Linked DNA regions of Rattus norvegicus: all the other regions are linked to region 2. A link is a contact called in public Hi-C and HiChIP or PLAC-seq data. All regions are on one chromosome and are shown on one strand. The core of a region is the stretch at or near the end of the contact, and the rest is flanking DNA. Distances in the headings are between cores, read along the strand shown. Region 1 overlaps Stag1 (STAG1 cohesin complex component). Region 2 holds the start of Stag1 (STAG1 cohesin complex component). Region 3 holds the start of Pccb (propionyl-CoA carboxylase subunit beta). Region 4 holds the start of Msl2 (MSL complex subunit 2).

Evidence for each region. Hi-C and Micro-C count contacts between places; a contact is called where the count stands out from the background. HiChIP or PLAC-seq counts read pairs in DNA pulled down with a chosen protein or histone mark.
Region 1: a contact with region 2 is called in a Hi-C map of liver, with 4 times the contacts expected there. The contact joins the enhancer-like site here to the promoter of Stag1 in region 2. A contact is called at or near these places in 9 of 12 Hi-C or Micro-C datasets (the A7r5 cell line, Schwann cells, frontal cortex and 4 more) and 1 of 1 datasets of contacts at active chromatin or transcription factors (oligodendrocytes).
Region 3: an H3K27ac HiChIP or PLAC-seq map of oligodendrocytes shows a contact between it and region 2, with 5 times the contacts expected there. The contact joins the promoter of Pccb here to the promoter of Stag1 in region 2.
Region 4: a contact with region 2 is called in a Hi-C map of frontal cortex, with 2.4 times the contacts expected there. The contact joins the promoter of Msl2 here to the promoter of Stag1 in region 2. A contact is called at or near these places in 2 of 12 Hi-C or Micro-C datasets (frontal cortex and mammary epithelial cells) and 1 of 1 datasets of contacts at active chromatin or transcription factors (oligodendrocytes).

The regions. Positions count from the first base shown.
Region 1 is chr8:110,398,517-110,404,786 of GRCr8, forward strand. All of the region lies in intron 22 of Stag1 (STAG1 cohesin complex component), which reads left to right. Among named protein-coding and RNA genes, the nearest start is that of Pccb, 120 kb to the right of the region's middle. Within about 2 kb of position 4,310, at least 7 of the 93 cell types and tissues checked have an H3K27ac peak or open chromatin away from gene starts, as enhancers often do. A contact at or near this core is called in kidney and liver, where this site is marked.
Region 2 is chr8:110,054,683-110,060,838 of GRCr8, forward strand. It overlaps Stag1 (STAG1 cohesin complex component), which reads left to right and starts at 3,374. Exons shown (of 31, transcript NM_001108179.1): 1 at 3,374-3,595.
Region 3 is chr8:110,517,282-110,524,011 of GRCr8, forward strand. Pccb (propionyl-CoA carboxylase subunit beta) reads right to left here and starts at 2,905. Exons shown (of 15, transcript NM_017030.2): 1 at 2,712-2,905; 2 at 24-143. The coding sequence starts at 2,900.
Region 4 is chr8:110,552,152-110,558,154 of GRCr8, forward strand. Msl2 (MSL complex subunit 2) reads left to right here and starts at 4,710. Exons shown (of 2, transcript NM_001401885.1): 1 at 4,710-5,229. The coding sequence starts at 5,088.

The DNA of each region.
Region 1 (6,270 bases), core at 3,060-5,559, 340 kb after region 2:
TTTTTTGTTGTTTTTGTTTTTTTTTTTTTGGTTCTTTTTTTCGGAGCTGGGGACCGAACCCAGGGCCTTGCGCTTCCTAGGTAAGCGCTCTACCACTGAGCTAAATCCCCAGCCCCGATAGTTTATTTTTTTAAACTGAATTATGAGTGATCATGTCCCAGCAACATGATTTCAGCTACCTCAAATAGCATATTCCACCATGGAACCGTTTGCATACAATTTCATTACTTATAAAACAAAGTCGTAAATCAAGAAATTTACCAAATACATGTTGTGAAAACTGCAGATAAGCGGGTTTCATCAGAGTATGGGAAACTCCTTTAAGTCTCACATGCTATCAAATAACATTCAGAACTTGGGATTGGGAGAATTTTGGTATGCTAAAAATACATTTTATAAGTTTTTCTGATAATCAAAAAGATACAAGGTCAGACACAAGTGGGCAGTGAATTGGTATAATGGAAATTAAAAATAGCCAAACATATTTGGCTGTAGGTCTACAGTATTTTAACTTTCCACAATCAGGAAATTCTAATTTCATCCTGCCTTACAGAATCTTTACACTGGTATGGTTACATGCTTATACCCTTCCCATTCTGCCAGGAGCCTGTTTCCATGTATAATACCTTCTCGGTATCTATATAAGTTCAGTCCTAGATCTAGCTGCACAGCATGTTAACCTTTTGAGAATGCTTCCAAGACAACTTCTGACCCAGAGTTGTTCAGAATAAATGCTATACTTTCCCCTGCCCTCATGCTACATACTCTGTTCTGGTTGACTGTGTTACCCCAATTGCCCCCCGCCCATGCTTTGCAAATGTTTGAGATTGAAAGTTAAAGGAATATTGAAATATAGATATGTAATTATTTACCTGAAGGAAATTTAAAAGTCCTCCTCTCTTAATATGTGTACAATATAGTCTTATTCCTCCTTCAAAGTATGTGCTCATGTTAGTGATATTTTTGAAGTGTCATTTGGCTTGTGAAGTTCCCAAAACAGAGATCCCAAGCAAAATAATTCTAAAGAATTTTAAGTTTAGAGTAACTTTTAAAGTGATTCCCATATGGTCCCTTTTTAAATGCCAATATAATGCTGAATTATATGCCTGTATATGGCTTACTTGTGTGGGGAAGACGAGTCTGGTAGCCTAGTCCTGGTTTCAAAGTTTAATCAAAAGCGCCCCTTCCCTATGGGTGTGTCCGTGTTTAGTTTTTTTCATGGTTTGAGGAACAGGATTTCATGTGTAGCTCACACTGGTAGCAATTCTGATTCTCCTACTTTAGCCTTTCAAGTGCTGAGATTATAAGTATGCACCACTGGACTTAGTTTAGAGTTTTTTTGTGAAGGAGAGTTTTTTGGTGGGCGGGTTTTGTTTTGAGACCGCTTTCACTGTGTTGGACAGGCTGATTTGAAATTTTTGCACTCAGGAGGTCCTTACTGCCTTATTAACTCCTGAGTTAGGTGCTACTAACATGTCCAACAATAGAACCCATTTATTTTTCCCACACCAAACTGCATCCAGTTTTATTTAAAATATTCTTCATGAACAATCATGTAATTTCTGGCAGGACATAAGCAAGTGATCATTAACAGTTTTACAGATCTTCCAAACTTCCTTCTTGAATGAACTACCAAAGTCAGAAGTCCAATGAGCTGTTCATGCTTTCATCAGGGAAAAGACTGATTTCATATTACAGATGTTTAATTTTTAGCTGACTTTGACTTGCAGGAAATGAAATGAAAATAGCATAATGACCAGTCTGAAGATTCATAGTCATCTACGAAAGGAACCACTGTTCTTTTGAGGAAAACTATCTTAGTGATGTTGCTAGAAAGTCCGAATCTCCAATACACTAGCAAAATCAGTTTTAGGGTCTAAGTTTAAACAGGTGTCTGCTTTTAGGGAGTTAAGTCATGCTTTTTGTAGAAGGGGAGGGTGATATAAAAATGTTGAATTTTGTGGACTGCACAAGGCATTTTGTGCCAAGGTGGTCATGCCCATCAACATAAGAAAATCCCCATGAAGAAGAAAGGAGTCTTAAACTAGCAGGGAAAGGGGTTTCTCCTATCAGTCGAGGTTGGGAGAGATTGTGTTAGTTACACACACCTCCCTTCCCCTACCCCCTCAAAAAAATGACATGTTCTGTGATAATAACATAGTTTTTTTAAAATATTTATTCATTTATTTCATGTATGAGTACACTGTAGCTGTCCTCAGACACACCAGAAGAGGGCATCAGATCCCATTACAGATGGTGTGAGCCACCATGTAGTTGCTGGGAATTGAAGTCAGGACCTTGGGAAGAGCAGTCAGTGCTCTTAACCACTGAGCCACCTCTCCAGCCCCAACAATAGTTTTTTTTTTTTTTTAAGGTAAAACAAAATACTGCAATTTTAAAAATCGTTTAATTTAATTACATTCCAATGTCCCTTTCTGGGTCCCCCCTCTTAGAGTTCTTCACCCCTCTCCCCTTTGCCTCTAAGAGTGCGCTCCACCACCACCCCACCCACAGCCCTCCTTCCCTGAGACATCAAGTCTCTACAGGATTAGTCAGTCCTCTCCCATGGAGGCCAGACAAGGTAGTCCTTTGCTACATATGTGCTGGGGGCCACAGATCAGCCCACATATGCTCTTTGGTTGACAGCTTAGTCTCTGGGAGCTCCCAAGGAAAGGATCCAGGTTAGTTGACACTGTTAATCTCCCTGTGGGGTTGCCATCCCCTTCAGCTCCTTCACTCCTTTCTTCCCCTAACTCTTCCATAGGGCTCAGCGGTCTCAGTCCAGTGGTTGGCTTTACCTTTAGCTGTCTCAGCTGCTGGTAGAGCCTCTCGCATGCTAAGCTCCTATCTGCATGCTTTGATCCCAAAGAAGGAACAAAATAATCTGGATGTCGTAGAGAGGAGAGAACTGTGTGGGAGAGGGGAGGTGAAGGGGAAAGGAGGGCAGGATCTGGTGTGGGGGACACAGGAAAGAAGCCCAGAGCCCAGGAAATGGATGGAAATCTGCAGCTGCAGGTGGTAGGGGCAGGGGAGCCTCTAGAAAGTACCAGGGACCTGGGAAGTAAGAGGCTCCCATGACTCACTGGAGATGGCCTTAGCTGAAATGCCCAACAGTGGGGAGATGGAACCTGAGGAGACCACCTCTAGTAGATAGACAGGGCCCCTAGTGCAGGGATGGGGGCACCAACCCACCTTCAAAAGTTTTGGCCCAGAATTGTTCCTGTCTAAAAGAAATGCAGGGACAAAAATGGAGCAGAGATTGAAGGAAAGGCCTCCCACAGGCCGGCACCAAACCCTGACACTATTACTGATGCCTTGTTGTTCTTATAGACAAGAGTCTAGCATTGCTGTCCTCTGAGAGAAGAGTCTCTACGAGCAGTTTTATAAACCTTGATAAAAAATAATATTTTAAACATTAATCAGTGTTTTAAAAAGCACACATTGTACTTGGCATTGTTAGCTGTCTGCGCCTGGTTTGTTTTGGCATCTTCATTTCCTGCAAGACTGTCCCCAGGCTTGCCAGCACTGGTTTGTCCCTTCAGGTGCCTTGTTTCTTTTCAGGGACCTTTTACCAGGGACTCTGGCTTTGGAGGAGCCAGTTTAGCAGACAACTTTGCAGATTTTTCCCTGTTGGCTTCTTATTAACAGGGCTTTATCTCTTGGATACTGGATAAATTTGCATTTCTTTTCAAAGCTCAAAGTTCAGTCTCTAAGAGCAAAGAGGAGGGGAAAAAAATTTTAAAGGAGAAGCCAGGTTTGGTAACAAATGTCTTTAATCCCACTCGGGAGACCAGCAGTCAGGGGCCTAAAGTAAATCTCCACAGGTTAAAGGGTACTTGCTGCAGACCCAGTGACCTGAGTTTAACCCTGGAACACACAGTATGGAAGTAAAACTGACTTCTGTAAATCGTCCTCTGCCTTGGCATGTATACACATTTATGCGCAACAAACAAACATAAAAAATTAGAAGAAAATAACATTTATCTTCATATTTTTAAATATTTCTGTGTGGACTATTATCAGGCTTGTCTAATGAGAAATCAGGTTTATCTCTAAGCTTAGAATTGAATCACATACTCCTTTTCCCTAACGACATAGCAAGCACTGTGAAAAGAGGAAACCTATTTCTTGCTACCTTGTATTTTCTTTTCAGTTCGCTGCTGCACTTCATCATCGTTTTGAGAGTTTAATTACTTCAATTGCATGCTTGTGTATATGTCTGTGTGGATGTGTGCATGTAAGTGCAGGTGCCTGGGAAGGCATTGGACCTTCTGGAGTTGGGACAGGTAGTGTGAGCGGCACAGTTTCTACTCTTACCCACCGAGCCGTTTCTCAGTCTTACATTCCATTGTCTCACTGCTACATCGTGTTAGAGAGCTGACACTCTGCTGTCAACAGAGACACATCTGCCTTTACAAAGGAGCCTTTCTGAATATTCACACACTTAACCAACTATGGCTGGATCTAGAGTAATGTTGGGTTCCCTACCCTTTCTATTATGTTCAATAAACAGGAAATAACTGTACTAATTGATTCCCAATAATTAGTTTAATTTTGTGGTTTCCTTTACAATAAACCAGTTGAGCGTTTTCTGTTTATTATTTCTTGAATCAATTTTCTGGGATATGGTTATTCATGTTTGCATATTTGAATGTGTTTTACAGGAGGATTTGTTGGTGTTGAGGAAAACAGTGAAATCTTTTTTGGCTGTTTGCCAGCAGTGCCTGTCTAATGTTAATACTCCAGTTAAGGAACAGGTAAAAAAATTCTTAGTTAATATTGCTCTGTATTTGACTGCTAACAACCCAAATGTATTGAGGAACACTAGACTATATAATTTTTCAATATTGGCATATATACAACCTAGAGTTTTGATGTCTAGATATTTTAAAGTTATATATTCTGTTCTTATACTTTACAAGTATACTGTTGTCAGCTGGAAGACTTAAGTTCAAGCTTAGAATTCTTGATTCCTAAGAATCCTGTGCTAAAATATTGAGGGTCTAGTAAGTTGACCTATAACTTGCATCAACTTCTCACCTTCAACTCCTAATACCAGAAAGAGCTTCATTCATATATATATATATATATATATATATACATGTGTGTATGTACATATATGCATACATACACATGTGAATACTTCAGCCCATATATCTAAAATATGTCCATACCACTCATCCCAAGTAGCTGTTCCCCTGACCACCTTAAAGTACAAACATGGATATTGTGGAGCTATGAAAGAAGGCTTCGACATATAAAATACCAAATGACCAGCCCTTTCAGAGCAGTGAACTCCTGAATCTATATACTTGGGTAATACTAGAGAAGAAGTCAGCATTCACGTGAGAAAGTCCTTGTAAAGGCAGACTCTTGTTAAAGAAGGACCCACGAAATTGAAGGTTTTTCCATTATAAAAATTTATAAATTAGTTATTTAAGTATGCGTTCCTATTAAAGAACACTTTAAAACAAAATGAAATTTTTCTATCTTGTTTTTTACTTTTTGTATTGGGCCAGAAAATAAGTCAAATTAAAGGCTAGTCATCCTTTACAGTCTTTTCTTAAAATAAACTGCCACAAGTCTCTTTCTTCATAGAACTTATAAATGGTCTTCCCTAAGGCTTACTCTGTAACTCTCCAGAACCCACCATTAATTACTACCTAAAGTACTTAGTTATGGCCAATTAAACCAAACTCTTACATTTCTGCTCTGATATGTTTTATATCCAAAGAAGTCTGGGTTAAAAAATACTCTCCTGAATTCTCTTGAAAATGTCCACCTTTATAAATAGCTTTTCCTGAGCATCTTAATATATGGTCTGAATCTAATTTTAATCCTATATCTGAAACATTTTATATTAGTTTTTTAAATCTAAACGATAGGTTAAATTTTGAGTACTAATTATAATTTAAGTTGTAATTTTCATAAGTTACGCTGATTACTTAAGTAGTATATGATTGATTTCTAATGTCATCTGTTAATTAAACCTCTATTACTAGAGTTGAACTTGACTTCTTTTAAATTCAAGCCAAAATCTCTCAGTCTGCTGTTCTTTAGTAAAAATACAATTAGAAAATAATGTCTTCGATATAACCTCTGTTTAATGAGAAAAGAATTTCATCAGGTTAATTATGAAAAGTTGGAACTTTCATTCTTATGATTTTTTATTTTAGTGTTGGGATTGAAAATTTAGTATGTTTCCCATTACTTTGATTTGTATATATTCCTGTTTTCTTATATTAATAGATTTTCCTATATTTGTGTACT
Region 2 (6,156 bases), core at 2,124-4,623:
GTCCAGGAGACTGGGTGTCTTCGCTGTCCCATAGGGTTTCTGGAGAGCCACTGGTATTCAGTCTATGTTGGAATCCCAAAGAAGTGCAATCTAATAACTGCAAAGGAATGCCTCAGCAGCAGGATGATCTTGCCATAGAGAGTGAGGGCAAGAACTCAAAGCAAAACCTAGTACTAGGTGTGGCCCCAATTTAGGATGGGTTTCCCCACCTAGAACCATTAAGTCAAGAAATCCCTCAGAGGCATGCCTGGCTTCCTGGGATTTTAGTTGATTTCACATGCAGTCAGGTGGACAACCAAGATCAGTCATCATCTGTGAATGCCATTATGTATTTAGATGCATAAGGGCCATAGGAAAAACAAAGTTTTTCTTTAGGTTAAGAGAGAGAGAGAGAGAGAGAGAGAGAGAGAGAGAGAGAGAGAGAGAGAGAGAGAGACAGAGAGAGAAAGAGAGAGAGAGAGACAGAGACAGAGACAGAGACAGACAGAGACAGACAGAGAGGTCAGAACTGTCTAGAGGTCACAAACCAAGTGTGGTATTATACACCTGGAATCTCTGCTCTTGTGAGGTCAGGGTAGGGAATTTTTAAGTTTGAGACCAGCGTGGGTAGAGAGAAAAATCCTATCTGAAAAAGGAGAAGATGTGGAAGAAAAGGGGGAAGAGGAGGGGAGAGGAAGAGAGAAGGAAGAAAGAGAAGCCTAAAACAATTGTCCTGGTGTAAGTCAAGGGGCTAGAGGTCGGGAGGAAAGGGCCAAGATAACAGAAGCCACTGGAGAACAAAAGCAGAGATCTGAATGACAATAGGATCAAGCTCAGAGTTCCTTTTGGGAATTAAATATGTATATACACCAGTTCAATTATGTGTGACAGCAAAATAAAATTTAGACAGCTATGAACTCAAAAGTTGGCTACTCAGGCCCTTGGATATAAACAAACAAACAAACAACAAACGCTGATCTAGCACAAGTCTCTGGGTTGACCCTTAACACGGAAATTGCACCATCTCTAACAACAAAAGAAACGCCCAACTGCTCCCACACAACACAAATAAATGCGGGGCTGCGGTGTAATTCAGTTGTAGAATCCATACTTGGTTTCAATCTCCAGCATGAGGGTAAAAGAAATCTGAAAAGACTAAGATAAAGGCAACAATGCAATAGTACAGCTAGCAAGGAAGCCTGCGCTGGTTAATATATGCACGTAGCCACCCTGAGGTAACCACTGCTGTTTACATCCTACAGCTGGGGGAGCAGGCCGAGATCTGCCTGAACTTACACACCTGTTCAGAACAGTCTAGGCTCACAGATCACAGGGCATTCCCTTCCCCTGCTAAAACTACGGAGTTATGAAGAGACATGAGGGTAAGAGAGGAATTATTTTAAAGTACCGGACTGGATGGAGCTATCTGGAAAAGGAGCGGAAAATAAGGTATCGTCGTTCAGGCACAACTGGGAACCAACAAGTAATTTGGGGACTTTTAAAGAGCAACAACATAGAAAAGGGTTGAGAACTCAGGGTTGAACTGTGGAATCTAAAAAACAAAAATCAAAACAAAACAAAAAAAAGCCCCGGAGCTAGCAAACCCAGTCAGAAGACTAGTGAACAAAGTAGGGGCAGATCCGAAGAAGTAACTTAACAATGTTTCAAGGGTGGATCGGGCCTAGTGAAGGACATGACTGCCCCTGCTCCCCCGCCCCCCCTTGGATAAGATCTCATTGTATCTCTCCAAATCCGTCTGCCTCAGCCTCCCAAGGCTGTGGTTAGAGCACCCACTGCTATACTGATTCTCTTCAGATATGTGGCTGGGTACGGAACACAATACAGCAAGTGGAGGGAGTTAACAGCTCTGATTTTTTTTTTTAAAGATAAATGGAAACTTGAAAAAAAAAAAAACAAACCAGAAAGAACCCAGAAGATAAGAAAATACTGAAGATATTCTAGAAAAAAAAAGGACAATGGTATTCAGGCAAGACTGGGAGAGAAGGGAAGGGGGAATGGCTAAACTAGGCGAGGTTTTCGAGATCACGACTACAAATATATTAAGATAAACCACCAGCCCTTTATCAGAGCCTCACAGATTCGAGATTAAGAAAATATATTAAATTACATATGAGTATGCCTTGGTACCGGCACCCTCGTAACAAGGCAAGCTAGAAACAGGCTCTACAGAGAACACAATAGGAAGTCAATCAGAGGTTAGTAAACGAGATACTTTGCTGAAATAAATGGACCCTCACGAATTCATATCAAAGTTCCTTCAGTGACGTGTAACGTACTTCTGCAACCTTTGGGATAAAGAGCAGAGGCATTTGACGTACTAGCAAGCCCTCAGGACTATAAACAAGTTTAACGTTTCTAAGGAGATACTGAAAATGCAGCTGCCTCTGCCAATAAAAAAAAAGTCAGAAATGAGGCTGATGACCTATAAGAACAAGAATTCACTTCCGTAGTGCCGAGTTATAAGCAGGCAGAAGGTTAGGAGCCTTGGTCAAGGACAGCTAAGATAGAGACAGCAGGGAAGGGGTCAAGATCTGCTGTGGCTGGCTATTTCTCATTCGGCTAGGATCCATTATTCGTACGTCCACGGAAAGCAGTCCAAGGCTGTGGGAGGAGAATCTAATCCTTAGCAGACTATCTCACAATGTAGCTTCTTTCTCACTAACTAGCCAATGCTGCCGCCTTATGCAAAGCCTGCACCTCGTCGAGAACCTGCTTTACAGATGCAGGACGACGCCAATCGGCCTGGAGCGGTCACTGTTTCCTTTAGCTCCGCGGCAAGGGAAGTCCCGGTCCTCGAAACGTTTTTCAACCTCGTTCTGGGAAAGCGCCTCATCAATAATAAACCGCGAATACAATTCTAGGTTGGAAACTCCTGCTAAGCGGGGAGAAAGCAGGGCTCGGCGGCTCCTTGGCCTGCCTCGCCCGAATAACGGCGGGTGTAGGCGACTGGCAGCCTCGGGGCGGGAGCGGAGCGCGGCCCCCGCCGAGGAGGGGCCTCGGCGGAAGAGCTGGGGGCGGATTCCTTCCCGGCTCTCCGAGAAGCTCTAAAAATGGCGGGCGGCAAGCAAGCGAGCGGGTCGCGCAGGCGCCGAAGAGTCCGTCCTTCCGCTCGCCTCGGGCGGCCCACGAGCCGTCCACAGCGCCCTGGTCCTGACGTCTCCGCGGCTCGCCATTGGCAGAGCGCAGCAGGAGCTTCGTGCGGGGGCGGGGCCGCCACGCAAAGGCCACGTTTCCCGCTCCAGTGCTGCGCGTGCGCGCCCCCCGGAGGCGAGCGATAGCGCGCGCCCCCGTCCGAGGGCCCCTGCTCGCGCCTCAACTCCCTCCCCTTTCCGGGCAGGCCGGTCCTGTCAGCGAGGCAGTGAGCACCGCGGCCAGCAGAGGGCGGTCGGGACCCAAGTCTGCAGCGGCGCCATTGGCGTGTGGAAAATGCCACCAGATGGCGGGTTAGGATTGCAGCTCCGTTGAAGGCGCGGCCCCCGCTCCCGAACCCCCGGCGACCACCCCGTAACAACCCCCCCACATCGGGAATAACACACCGGAGACTTTTGGGGGGAAACTAGGTCGACGGCCGACAGCGCCCGGATGGGCAGCTGAGGTGAGCGCGGGCGGCGGCGGCGGCGGCGGGGGGCGGGAAAGGGGGAATGCGGCGGCAGCGGCGCGGGGGCTGGAAGCGCCGATCCAAGATGGAGGCCGGGCGAGAGCCTGGGAGCGCGAGCGGCGAGCGGGCGGGCCGGCGCGGGCCCCGCGCGGGGGAGGGAGGCCGCGCGGGCCTGTGCGCTGCGCGGCGGCTGCGGGCGGCCGAGCGCCCGGGACCTGCTGTGGGCGCGGCGGGCGCTCCGCTCCCTCCACCCCTCCCGCGGGCCGCGAAAACGGTGCCCCCGCCCGCCCGGGCTCCACGGCGGTAGCGCGGAAGCCTTTGTGGCGCGCTCGGGCCCGCCGCCAAGCCCGCCCTCCGCCCCCCCCGCCCGGGCTCTCGGGACTCGCCCGCGCCCGGGCCAGCCTAGGCGGGCTGGCGCGAACGCCTTCCGCCGCCCTGCGTTTCTGCGGTGCTTTAGCGGCGGCGGCGGCAGCGTCACATGACAACGAGCTCGCTTCTGCCGAGGGTCCTGGGGGTCGCTCAGTCCTACTGCTGGTCCAGGCCTCTGGTGGCTGGGGTGGGGCAGGGGGCTGAGGACCCCGGCCGACGGGGCGTCGCAGCCTGGCTTTCCCGCTATCTGTCGTCCGAGCCCGGGACGGGGCCTCCTGGTGAAACGTGTCCAGGCCGGAGCACTGCCCCGCTAGTTTCCCAATCCCCCGGGAGATGAGGCCAATAAAAGTTGTTTTTCCTCTTCCCCGAAGGTGGGGGGCGGGATAAAGAGCTGGGAAACCCGAGGGCTTGGAGTTGGACCTGAGCCTCACTTGGAGGGGTCCGAACCGAGTGCTGTTTGTGTGCAGTAGAGACCACAACATTTTCTGGTTTTCGGATTGTCACGTCACACGCTTTTGCCTACATTAGAATTGTTACTGATTCTTTCCACATTGTAGACAGTCGTGTCCTGGGAGTGTTAAGCTGTGGGATGGTTTTGGAGCCCTATAGACCCCAAATAGTGCACTTTGTGGTACCTAGTTATTTGCTGTTGAAGTTGGTGTTAAGACGAGGGGTATGTGATTCTCTCCTGGTTGTGCTTAGACAGCTATATTTTACACCTAGCAAAAGTAGTGTTTGTGAAAGTACCAAAATCCGCATAAAGTTGTACAATGTGTAACTTAAATGGAATTTGTAACTTTACCTTTAGGTTTCACAGTGTATTTTTTTTATAGAAATTGCAAATTCGGATGGCTAAGCTCTCTTATGGAAATGTACAAAACAGTGGGAATAAAAACGGTTCGTGAATGATGGGTGATGGATGGTCTTATAATGTATATAAATCGAGGCTAAAAGTTTGATCAAGAAATACTGAAAGAACAAGAAATGATATTAAATTGTTTTTAATTATGGGGTATGTAACAATTTTTTTACCCAAATAAACTCAGAGAAACCCCACAGGTGTTTTTTTTTTCTTTGCATTTTAAAACTATACTTTGGAGTGCTTTATGTTGGTCTATGCCTGTAATTCTGGTTACTCAGGAGCCAGAGGCAGGGGGAATCACAAGTTGAAGTTAGCATGGACATTTTATGAGATACTGTCTTTAAAAAAACAAAACAAATAGAGGTCAGGTATGGTCATCTTTTGAAGAGATTAATACAATTACTGTGTGGTTACTCCCTCCACAACCAACAGGATCTCATTGTGTAGCCCAGGCTGGTCTTGAGATCACTATACAGTCTAAGGTGGCCTTTAATTTAGGGCAGTTCTTTTCTTCAGCCTATGGAGTGCCTAGATTATAGGTGCCAGGCCAGCCAATTACTGAATGGCTCTTTTGTTTTTTGATTTTTTTTTTCCAGAAAGGACTTTGGATGTAGTTCAGGATGGCCTTGAATTTATAGCAATTCTTCTGTTTTATACTTTGAAATGCTGGGATTACAGCCACTTTTGGCTTTGAAAGGTTTTTTTTTTTTTTGGTTTTTTGTTTTTGTTTTTTTAAAACTCAAGCTGTGCTGCAAGGGGTGAGCACTGAAGTTTCTTGAGGCGTCCCCTAGGTTTGTGATCTTGTTTACTTTTTACCGTCCTCCTTTCTAAAGTTGAGGAAAGCCAGTGGTTCTTTTACACATTGAAAACCCTTTTAGTTATAACTTTTAAAAATTTATAGTTACAATCTCTGCTTTACTTGCCTGATTATAGGTGGATATATCTTAATTATCTTAGTACTATAGGAGATCTAATGCATCTTTGTTAGCTTTTGGCCAAAGCCTGTAATTATTATTATTTTATTTATTTTTGACATATAGTCTTAATAGGCAGCAGTTCACAAAATGGCTACTGTAGTAATCAGTGTCTCTGACTTCTGTCCCTAATTACTATAGATTTGAAGACTGCTTTCAGAAGTTAACCTGATTAGGTCAGCCCCCCAGATAACCTTTTATTTAAATTCAGTTAACTATAGGGACATTAATTACACATACAAAAATTACCCTTTTCCCTCTCTAGTATAATCATAGGAAAGTTATCTTGGTATATTTACAGAATCTCTCCCACTTTCAAGGAAAAGATAGTGTGAGTATCATTTATTTATTTC
Region 3 (6,730 bases), core at 1,655-4,154, 460 kb after region 2:
ACAGCTAGAACGCATAAAGATACCTTATTCTTCTCGGCAGCCATTCCGAAGTCGGCACACCTGTGTTCCACAAACATGTCACTCTCCACGAAGCTGCCAGGATCCAGCAGGAGACTGATCCGCTCCCTGGCTGTCAGCTTTCCCTACAACACAGGGATCCGTTGGTGACGTCACCACAGACCAAGTTAACAGGCAGGTAAAATGCACTGGCAGGAATGTCAGGGCACAGGCTTTTCACCTTTGCCCCAATGCAAAAGGCTCCATGCTATCTGTTCTCGCCCGAGGTAGACAGGCACTAGTGATAGACTTTGTTACAGCCAGGACAGCAGGGTAGATGAGACGCTCCAGGAGCCATTTGCCTGTGGAAGGAAACCCAAGGAGGAGGGAGGAAACTGAGGCAGGCTCAGTGAGGGTCAGAGGTTGGTAGGCTCCTTTCAGAGAAGCACACTTCAGCCAGTCACAACCCCTCCCCTCCAGCGCTCAGCCTCCACCTCAGGGCACTAATGGGTTCTGCCTTCAGAAGGGCTTGCTCTTCTTTTATCTTAAGTGGGATCTCCACTTAAAGACACACTAACTGACAAAGCTAAGATCCCATAGCAGGGATCTGTGGAGGGATGGTGAAAGTACAGAGTGCTGGAGAGGTTCTTGAGGTTAAAAGAAAATGGCTAGAGATACAGTTCGAGTGGTAAAGGACTTGCCTACTGTGTGCAAAAGCACTGGGTTTAATCCCCAGTACCACATATACTGCTTATGGTAGTGAATGCCTGTAATCCCAGAGCTGGGGAGTGGGTGGGCTGGGGAGGGGTTGGTTAGAAGCAGAGGGATCAGAAATTCAGCATCGGGCTGGAGATACAGCACTGATCTTCCAAAGGTCCTGAGTTCAATTCCCAGCAACCACATGGTAGTTCACAACCATCTGTAATGGAACCCAATGCCCTCTTCTGGCATGTCTGAAGAGAACAGTGTATTCACATACATAAAATAAATATGTTTTTAAAAGTTCAGCATCAACCTTGGCTGCAAAGAAAAGTCTAGGCCAATCGGGGTTGCATGAGACCCTAATTTAAAAATTAAATATTCCTTTCAGAAGAAGTTGAAGCCTCAATCTACCAAGAGCCTCCATGCCTGAGACTCCCAAAACCTCAAATCTGTAAATTCCTACTGTGTCAAGAAAGCAACACATAGACACCAGTAAACAAACAAAACTTTTTAAAACTTTAAATTAGTTATTCTAAGAAAATAGGGAAAGCCAATGATTATGGAAAACAAACTTCTGTTTACTTCTGGGAGAAACAATCTAACAATTATGTAGATAGATAGATAGATAGATAGATAGATAGATAAATAGATGATAGGCAGATAGACAGACAGATTGATAACTTTCTGGTCCTCTTTTAGGACATCTGACTCACGGACATAGAGAAAACTGTTCTTAAAGGGAACACAAAGTCAGCCTCCCACTAAATACGCTCTGAAGGCCTTAATATAAGCGCATCAGGATCTACCGGGGAGGAATAGGTAAGGGTGCCTCAAGAGAGAGGTTACGGGAGCAGTTGACAGGTTTTCCCAGGAGCCCCTCAGCAGGACCCCAAGTGGGGCTCATGGTTCACCACAAACCTTTCAAGCACACATACACTCCTATGTGTCAAGAGGACTAGTTATCCTTGAGCATTTTCAGATGTAACTCAGGACATCGGAGCTGGGGACCGAACCCAGGGCCTTGCGCTTCCTAGGCAGGCGCTCTACCACTGAGCTAAATCCCCAATCCCTTGAGTAGGACTTCTATGCCCTTCACATGGAGTCCTTCCCTCAGGGCACCTTCCTGTTAACTCATCCAGTTCTGTCAGGACTCACACATGAGTCAAGGATACATTGGGCAAGTCTGGCTTCAAGTCTAGGGTCACGTCTTCCAGCTTGTCTTTTCTGCTGCTAAATGACCTTCTCCTAAAAGCTCAAAAGTGATTCAGTGCCTCGGCTGTTAGCCGAGTAGCCTGAGAGTTTATACAAAGTCCACCTGCTTCCTACGCAGCAGATCCACACAGGGAACTCCCAAGAGGCCGACCTGACTTCCTCGGGCACAGGCATCGCAAGTCCCCGGCATGCACGGAGACCCCATCCCAGATTAATGCGAACGCAAGCAGGTTTTTTCTAATACTTCGTGCTTCCTTCCCCATGAAGGGAGAGAAAACAAAACAAAAACAAAAAAACAAAAACAAAAACAAAACAAAAAAAACCAAACCACCCGGTCCCCAGCTCCGAAAAAAAAAAAACAAAAAACAAAAAAAACAAACCACCTGCCATAAACCCTGGCAGCGGGAGAACAATCTGATCTTTTTAAATCAGAGCCTGTGGACAACTAGTGAAGCAATCTTAATCTAACACGATGTGGAAGGCATTGTTCTGTTTAAGATGCTTTTTAAAAACCAGCTTCCGAAAAGTTCACAGCTGCTAAGTGGGGCGCAGCGGAGACCGGTCATATGCATCCATGCGATCAATGCCCACCACCACTATCTGGGAACCTCCCTAAGGGTGCAGATGCTCGCCCTTGTCTACTGACACCCGAGGGGGCTCAAGGTTCTCCAGGTGAAAGTTCTCGCCCCGCCCCTCCCAGGTACCGCGCCTATTGGCTGGGAGGCTCTGGGGCCGCGAGCCCGGCGCGCTGTGATAGGTCGCGAGCGGAGGGGCGGGATGCGCTGGCTCCCCGGACTCACTCGCTTGTGCTGTGCGTCGATGCGTCGCTGGCCTCCTCCCAGCAGCGCGGCATGGCGCTTGTTTTCGATGCGCTCGTTAACTGAGACCGGCTGGCTGCAAAGGCTGCGGATTGTGGTGCGGAGGCCGCAGTTCAGAACTCTGAGCCTCGTTCCAGCTGCCATCGCCCGAATCCGAATCGCCGCCGCCATTTTTTAACTCTGCCAGCGTGCCACCCCACTTCAGGACGCATGCGCAGAGAGCGTAGCCATAGCGGGTCTGCGCCTGCGTGTCGTCGCTGGGCCCAGAGCTCCTAGCAGTCACAGGCTTACTTACACTCAGGCTCAAGGCGGTCCTGTGTGGGTATGCTGGTAAATACCTGCCTCTCAGATCTGTGCCTGTGTGACTGACTACACAGGACAAGGACTTCATTCCTTGCTCTGCGTTAGCCATCTAAACCCCGGGCTTCGTCGACCTACGTCCCCCCAAAATGAGTAGATAATGAGTTCTAACCAACTTTTATCAAACGCTGTGCCAGGTTTTGCTCTTGCAACATGACTTGAAATAATTCACATCCAGATTTCACAATGAGATACACAAGAACAGAAATATGTCTGATACGGAGTCAAGACTGATTTTTTTTTCTTTTTTTCGGGGCTGGGGACCGAACCCAGGACCTTGTGCTTCCTAGGCAAGAGCTCTACCACTGAGCCAAATCCCCAACCCCCCCCCCCTTTTTTTTAACTAGCTGCTTGGCTCAGTGGTTAAAGCCTTTGCCAACATGAGTATGAGGACCGAAATTGGGGTCCCCAAACTCAGTACAGCCAAAGTAATGAGTGTCTGTATTGAGACCTTGCCTGGGTGAGATAGCAGCCGGAAATAAAAGAATCCCAGGAAGTTCACGAACTAGCCAGCCTAACATAGGCAGCAGCAAATAACCAATCCTCACACAAATAAGGGGACCATTGCTACCCCGTGTTGTCCCATGACTTCCACATGTGCACACCCAAATCTGACACACACAAGGGTTTTGTTTGTTTGTTTGTTTGTGTTTTTTAATGTTTTTTATGTTTGTGACAAGACACAAAATGGGGAAGTAAACTTTCAGGGACCATTGTGTTAGGTATAAGGACCACTGCTCAATGGGTTTTACAGTAGGGAAGAGAGATTGGCCTCAACCCCCATTACAACAGAGACAGGATTTATTGGAGTGGGAATTCAATGGATACAAAATTGAGAGGGAACACAAGGGTAAGGAACAAAACACATGCTTTGCTGAAGGCAAACCAGGGTACTCAGACACCATTTGGGGGACAGTGGAAGAGGAACCTTATCAAATATTGAGGGTGACCCTTTATTAGGGGTGGAGGATTATGGCATGACTGACTTGGCAGGATTCTTGGTAAAGCTTGTCCTCTAGAAGAGAGGACCCGGGAGCCAAGGTCAGTTCTATTCAAGAGGATGCTCAGTAGAGCCTGACCAAAGTGTGGTCAAGAAGAGACTCTTGTCAAGGCACCGGCTCTGGCCTTGCTGGGAGGAAGTAGGAAAAGTAAACTAGCTGCCAAATGCCATCTCAGACCGAATCAGAAGGGGGTGGGCATGGGGCTGCTGGCCTCCTTAGCAAGTGCCCTTTATTCAGTTCAGATGCTAGCATCTAAGGATGACTGCTCCAGTGCTTTTGAAATCTCTGCTATTGATGCTTGCCCATTTGTTTATCCAGCTAAGTGGCAGGTCTTTAAGGCAAAGTACAAGGTACATATTTCTCATTCTTAGCCACAAAAAAACCTGCCAGAGTTGATTATTAACCCTTCCTAGATCCACCTCACTGCAGGACTCCCATAGAGTTCAAATTCTGGCCTGAGACCTTAATGACATTTTTTTGTTTGTTTATTTATTTTCATTTACTTTTTGAGGTGTGGCCTAACGTATGTAGCCCTCCTTAACTGGCCTGGAACTCATGATGTAAACCAGGTTGGCCTGAAACTCGCAGAGGTCCATTTGCCTCAGCCTTTCAAATACTGGGATTAAAAGTGTGTACCACTCCACACAGCCTAAGAATCATCTTTGAGCCACCTATGTGCCAAGAACTTGAACTATGACCACAAGTTGTGTTTCTTAGATCAGGAGTTGTTTCCCTCGACATCGACAGAAGCTGAATGTCCAAGGTCTGAAGTCTCCTGACTGGGCAAGGACCACCTACCTCTGCGGGACATGAGATGAGAGAGCTCTTGGCCCTGCTTTAAGGACCGTAATAACCTAGAGGTAGACAAGGGGCTGGCTTTGGGAGAATTTGAACAGTGTTGTGTGTTTAGAGTATATTCGAGAAGATAAGAAGCAACAGTGGAAGAAAACGGGGCCTGGCATGGAGAATGGAGTAGCACACACCTTTAATTCCAGCCCTCAGTAACCAGGGGTAGGATGATCTCTGTGTGTTTGAGGGCAACCCGCTCTACATAGGAAGTATGGTTACATAGTGAGACACACCCCCAAAAAATCCTGCTTGTTCATGTTTATGCACATGCACTTAAATTCGGGTACATCTCCAACTTTTGGAGGAATGGTGGCAAATCAGAATATGAAGAATTGGGCATGTCTACACTTGGGACTTTGGGGGCCGGTAAGATTCATCACCACTAGTGGCTAACTAGAGTGCTATTAACACCAAAGGATGCACGCCAGCTCTCCCGGCATCACGTTACCTGTGGCTCCGCCCAGCGTTCCTCACCCCGCCCCTACACTAAACATCTCCCAGGGGTGGGGCCTCCAATCCCCCCTCCCCCCACCCCCCAGCCTGATCCTTATATAATCAGTCATTTTCCCGTGACACAGGTCTTTTTTTGGCCTCTTGGTCAGTTAGAGCTCCACTCTCACCCTGGGTCCTCTCTCTCCTCTGAGGGTCTAGTTTAGTGTGCTGGCTTTGTTCAGACTGCATTCTTCTCTCTGCTCGCTCTCTCCCTTATGTCCACAGTAAATGTCTTCTCCACACTTTAGTAGACGTTTCCTCCTCCTTTATTTCATTTTTTTTTTCACTCAGAGTAAGGCCAGTGGGACCCCCTGTTTCAGAGTTTCTTGGAGGCTTAACTCCTGAAGCACATGTCACTCTATTATGATTCTTTAACTCAATGCGGATATTGGAGGCGGGGACTACAGCTGGCTGGCTCACCACTCTGCCCCGAATTTAAGGCAACCTAACAGATAGGAATCTTTCAAAATGAATTGGTGACATTGAATTGATTTAACAATTAGGCCACAGCTGCATCAGTCTGCGGCTTTTCAATTCCTGAAAGTGCTTTCAAACTCTTTCCAGTCTGGCTTCCTCCGGGCCATCTACTTGGTTCCTCCTCCTGGCTGACTTGGCATAAGCAGGGAAGCAAGAAATATTTTCTTTAACTTCAAGTAGTGCTCAGCTGACAGCCAAACACAGCAAGCTAACTACCTAATTCCAGCCAGACTTTCCTCCCTGCCACTCTTCATTTGATTTTATTAGTCTGCTTTAGTGGGAGGGACAAGGAGATTGTGTGTTTGTGGGATTTTCAGGGAGTGGGGGTTTGTTTTGTTTGTTCCATGGTGGTTGATTTGTGGTGCTAGGAATCATACCACAGAGCAAGTGATAACCTAATGACTTCACATCTCCTTCATTGGTGCAACATCTGTGAGATTGCCTTGATTTCGGATATAGCCAGAACATAACTGCAGTTTCAGTGATATTTCATCATGAAGGGGGAATTCTGACTGAGAGAAAACACAGCCAAACACAGCTACCAAGATCCGGTTTTCCTCGGTTGTATCTAACTCCCGTCTACCCAGTATGCCCTGATTCTGTATGAGCACGGTTTCCACTTTAGAAAACCACCAGGATCCAATCATGGGGCCCCACCTCAAGGTCTTACTTTCAGAAGGTTCTGTGCACTGTGGTCAGATTGTGTTTCTACTCTCTTGACACTATTAACATGTGGCTGGGGTTAAACACAAGCCTGGGAGACAAAGCATGCACGTCTCTGTCCTACCCATGGGCACACAAATCCAAATTATTTTGCTACCC
Region 4 (6,003 bases), core at 3,460-5,959, 500 kb after region 2:
CTACCACTGAGCTAAATCCCCAGCCCCTAATTATCTTATTAATAAAGAATTATATTTATTTAATAATGATACATATCTGAGCTACTTTAATATATGGCTACTGTACTAGCTGGTTTTGTGTGTCATCTTGACACAAGCTGGAGTTATCACATAGAAAGGAGCCTCTGTTGAGGAAATGCCTCCAGGAGATCCAACTGTCAGGCATTTTCTCAACTAGTGATCGAGGGGGAGGGCCCAGCCCATTGTGGGTAGTGCCATCCCTAGGCTGGTGGTCCTGGGTTCTATAAGAAAGCAAGTTGAGCAATACAGGAGAAGCAAGCCAGTGAGTAACATCCCTCTATGGCCTCTGCATCAGCTCCTGCTTCCTGACCTGCTTGAGTTCCAGTCCTGACTTCCTTTGGTGATGGACAGCAATGTGAAAGTATAAGTTGAATAAACCCTTTCCTCCCTAACTTGTTTCTTGGTCATGATATTTAATGCAAGAATAGAAACCCTGACTAAGACAGCTACTAAGTATCATATCATATTTGGACTTAACAATGTAATACATTGTTTCAACACAAACACATTGTTTCAATGCAATGCAATATTTCAATGTAATACAATGTTTTAATGTAATATACTGTTTCAATGTAATACATTGTTTCTTTTCACTTACGGATGTTGTGAAAAGACTGGAAGACTAAAATATCAGGAAACACTGGCCAGGTAATAGAGGCCCACGACTGTAATCCTAGCACTTGGGAGGTGGAGTATGGAGGATCTGGAGTTGAAGGTCATCCTCAGCTACATAGTGATGTCCAGGCCAGCTATTACTGAGCCAAAAGCAAATACTTGCCAGGAGACAAGAATCATTAGGAAAATCTAATACATAATGAATTACAAGCAGTAGAACTTGATTCTGAGGCTTTTCCATCTCTATAAACTATGATTATTGCCAGTAGACCTTAAGAAATATTATATCAATTTATAACCCCATCAGCCAGACTATTAGAATGGTGACCCTTGAGTCTCACCATGCCTGTAATACCAATATTCAGAGCCTGAATTTGAGGAGGATCCAGAATTTGAGGTCGGACTATGTTACCAAATTAGACCCAGTCATAAAAAATGTCAACATACCTTAGGTTGCCAGATAAAATGCAGAATGCTGTTGAATCTCAATTTCAGATAAACAGTGACTATTAAATAGCCTGCAGTAAACATTGTTGTCGGAGAAGATGGAAATCTACTTGGATGCCAAGAGGAACCCAAGGAGACTGTGTATCTAAATTAATGTGGTATCCTGGAAAAGGAAGAGGGTCTTAGAAGAAATTTAAATATGAACAGGAATGTGAGTATGAATCAGGAATATCCTGATAAGCTCATGTTTTGAACACTTTCTGGCCATTTTGGGGGTCATTAAAGAACTGAGACCTAGCTGGCAGGAGCAAGTCATTCAAAGTGAGTCTTTGGACATTAGACTCTCTTCGTTGTTCCTGCAGCCCTGTCTCCTGGTTTATGTGGCACGAACAGCCAGCATGTGGTGGTGGCCCTGCCTTCCCCACAAAGATGAACTGAAACCCTCTGAAACCATGAACGAAAATAAATCTTGTTTCTTTCTGGAACTGTGGTCGCAGCTGTGAGAAAGTAAAAGATACGGGTTTTAGTTACTGATATAATATTGATTCATTAAATGTGAGAAATATACCATAGAGATAGATATATGATGCTCTTTGAGGAGGATCCTTCTGTGAAATATACAACCTTCTGTGGAATAATTTTGTAAATCTCAAACTATTTTTGGTAAAATAAAGCATTTATTCAAATAACTGGCAGTTTTACACCCATGCATATAAGTTGGCAGTCAAGTTATCACTTGCAGGACGTTCACCTGATTTTCCCTAAAGTGGATTTTCTTTTTTCTTTCTTTCTTTTTTTTTTTTTTCTTTTCTTTTTTTCGGAGCTGGGGACCGAACCCAGGGCCTTGCGCTTGCTAGGCAAGCACTCTACCACTGAGCTAAATCCCCAACCCCTAAAGTGGATTTTCTAACAAAAAAAATCTAGCATTCTGTATTTTTTGTTGGATCTGACAATCCTGACACTTTCATTCCCAAACATTAGTTAAAAACATGATATATAGTGGGGCTGGGGATTTAGCTCAGTGGTAGAGCGCTTACCTAGGAAGCGCAAGGCCCTGGGTTCGGTCCCCAGCTCCGAAAAAAAAGAACCAAAAAAAAAAAAAAAAAAAAAAAAACAAAAAAAAAACATGATATATGAAAGAAAGATCTTAGGTGGACAGTCTTAAGGGGCTTGAATTATATGTGATTTCCCCCCCACCCCCAAGTATTTAGTTTAAGCAGTTTATTTTCTATGAACAATCCATCTGATTCCTTTCCAAGCGAGGCTCAAGCAAGACAATAAAAGAAAGGGGTACAGTTCATGTTGGTTTGCTCATTAGTGCCATAATCTATTACCAGTTGCAACCAATTCAGAAGCTAAAAAAAGATTGGGTTTAACTGACTCACACACACTATCAATAGAATTAATCTTAATTTGGGGTGTGCAACTCTCAAATGATCTTAAAAATCCAGTTACAGGAAAAAATGCCTGCAAGTAATCCTTTACCCGGTGTGACTTCTCTTCTGGATGTAAGCAGTACTGAGCAGTTTACCCTTCAAGTTTCTCCTTTGGAGGAGAGCAACCTATGTGCTGTGGGAGAAGGCCTAAGAATGTGGAATAAAAATAGTTCTGTAAAACGGTTTTATTTGAAAGTGACCTTAGAAAGTAGCTATCATAAAAAGAAAATGGCAGATGGAGCCTTTAAAATGAGCTAATTTTAGAATACACATCGTTTCCCACGTGTGACTACTAAATACAGTCTCCTCAGCTTACTGTGCTGATATATAAAAATTAAATAGTTGGATTCTTACTGTATGTTACGCTTTTCTAAAAAAACAAAAACGAAAACTAGAATCTGTCTTCAAGTGGTAACAAAAGATTGAATGTGTTTCCTTGATAACTTATGGGCCAGTCCCTAAAATTAGTATTTTGGTATGCCTTAAGTACACATATATAAGATTTGTACACGTCATAAGCTTCACTTTAAGAGCATGTACAGCGTTTATTAAGTGCAAAAAAAATACCATGTTGAAGAGCAGTTTCTATTTGTGCTACCCAAAAAAGGATTTGTATTTTGAGGGGAGAATCATTCTCAGTTAGGCTTTTATTTATATCCAAGTGTCCTCAGTCTTCTGCAAAAAAGGCAAAAGCTTTGTGTCTTTTTTTTTAAAAGCAGAGCAACGAAGGATTCAGATACTTTCAGACTCGACAGAGTCAGACCATACGTCGCGAGCTGTGTCCACGCACAAGGGCAGGCTCGCTGAGGACCTAGAGGAGTGGCTTTCAAACTTGTTGGGCCAGCGCCTAGCCCACGGCTCGCCACGCGCTAGGTTCCGGGAGGAGGGCGGGGAGGCCGGACTGGCGGTCGTGCTGGACCTGCCATCCTCCCACCCGGGTCAGCTCCGGTCCCCGAATCCCCAGTCACACAGCGCGACGCGAGCAGCCCACGCGTGGGGGAAGCCGTGCCCGATACCCAATTCACCGCAACCCACACGCTTAGGAGACGGAATTTGAGAGCACGTGGGGGAGGGGCGAAGAGCGTCCGACTCGCACTGAGCATGCTCTGTGCTAGGAGCCGTAAGTGGAGAGCCAGACATGCGCAGTGAACTCAGGGTGTGCTGGCGGCGGGGCAGGGCGGGGCTGGCGTGAGCGGGCTAATGTGTTTATCCGGTTTTCTGGGTGGGCGGTCAAAGCGCACGCGTAAGGGCGAAAGGCGGTAGGGTCGGGTGGGGGTTTGTGCATGCGCAGTTGAGCCGGCAGCCCGGGGAGGGAGTGGAGGGGGCTTTTAGAGGAGAAGCAGGGGAAAAGGGAAGCAGAGGGAAAGGAAGGGCGGGGGGGATGGGGGTGAGAGCGTGCTTTGCGCATGCGTGCAAGGGCTAGCGACGACGGCGGCGGGGGAGTCTCGGGGATGACAGTGTCTTTGCCCGTTGGGGTAACGGTCGTCGTTACCGGCCGGGCCTGAGGCGCCGCACCATCCACCACGGCCGGAGTAGCCCCGGCCCAACCGAGCTAGAGCGGCGCGAGAATAAGGGTGAGGGCGGCTAGGCGCGAGGGAGGGGCCTGCAGCGGGCCTCGTCGTGCGCGCTGGGCGGCGGCGGCGGCCTGGCGGGGTGAGCTCGCCTAAGCCGCGGCTGGGCAAGCGGCGGCGGCCGTGGCAGTCGCGCTTGGAGGAGTCGTCCGTGCTGTGCCGAAAAGATGGCCGGGCTGTGAGGGGGCGGCGCTTGCGCTGGTGACCCCAAGTGTGCGGCTGAGGAGCGAGGGGCGCCGCCGCCGCTGCCTGCCGGGCCTGTTCCCCGCCCCCTCCCGCCGCCGGGCCCCGCGCGCACTTCCTCCCGGGCCTCCCTTTCGGGCGGGGGCCTCCCGCCCGCCGCGCCAGGCGCAGCGTGGGCCCCGCGTCCGGCATGGCGAGAACGGCAGCGGCGCGCTCCCGCCGCAGCAGCAACCTCCGTCGCCGCTACTGCTGGCACTAGACCCGGGAAGCCGACGCCTGCGCCGTAGTCCTCGTCGTCCCGCTGCCTCCGCGCCGGCGCTGCGATGGAGTAAGGGCCCCGCCGTCCGAAGAGAAGCGTGCCCCGCCTGGACCCCACCGGGCCCGCTCCTGTGCGCGCCAGCTCCACCCGGAGGTGCCTCCGCGGCCGGACATGCAGCTCGAGCGCAGGCCGCCCGCCGAGCCGCGGGGCTAGACCGAGCACGGATCGCGACCGGAGCACCCAGCCGCGGTCGCCTCGGACGAACTCGATCGCTGATTTCTCTGTCTCTCTTCGGTCTGCAAGTCTCAGGGACGGAGGAGGGGCGCCAAGGCCCCATGTGTGGGAGGATTGCTTCAGCTTCACAAACTTGCACGGATTTTGGTTGCTGCTTTGGCCAGTGGTTCTGCTCAGATTTCTTCCGAATTGTTGCAAATTCGCCATTGTTCCCTGGCTGCTTACAAACTTGGATCCGGAATTTCTTTTCAACCGGGAGCCATTGGTGTCGAAGTGTCTGCAATGAACCCGGTGAATGCTACTGCTCTCTACATTTCCGCGAGCCGCCTAGTGCTCAACTACGACCCCGGAGACCCCAAGGCGTTTACAGAGATTAACAGGCTCTTGCCTTACTTCCGACAGTCCCTCTCGTGCTGTGTTTGCGGTGAGACGCTTCTTTATTGTTCCCCTTTCCCTGCTTGTTTTCTAAAGTCCCTCTGGCAGTAGTAACGTGAACGGTTGGCCGGCCCCGGTAGTTCGTTTTAAGTGGTGGTACTGTGCAGTGGTAGTACACGGTCGTTAGTTTTGAAACTCGCCCAGGGACTTTTGCCCGGCGTTTCAGAAAGGCCGAGAGCCTTTTTCAGCCACCTTTGTACAGCGGCTTTAACGTTCAAAAACGGTTTTATTTCGCCTTGAACCATCTTTCTGGTGTTTTATTATTTTTTAAAATCTATTTTAAAAAATTCTCCGACGGCTTCACACGTATAGCGGTGATGTCTTGAATGGGGTTGAAGTGCCAGCAGCGTGCTCTTTCTTTTTTTAAGCCTCTGCTGCAGGAACTGATTGAATACCTTTGTCATTAAATGTGGTCAAACATTGTTAAGACCTATGCACTGCACTCCCTAAATTGGTGTTTTGCAGAGGATAGATGGTATAAGCTTGATGCACCTCCAGTCAGAGACCTCAGTGCCCCAGGTTCTACAACGGATGGTTTGAAGGTTAGCCCAGACCTAATGAAGCTGCTGGCACTCTTTAGTTGGTGAGATTTTTACAGATTAGGCTTTTCTGTAGTTTTACTGTCAGGTGTCCTGGCAGAGTTGCATTATTTATTTACTTTGCTTTTTAAGGCAGTTCCTACTATGTAGCTTGGGCCGACTTCGAACTAGTGGTCTTCGTGTCTGTCTCTTGAATGCCGGTATTTCAGGCATGCACAGCCATG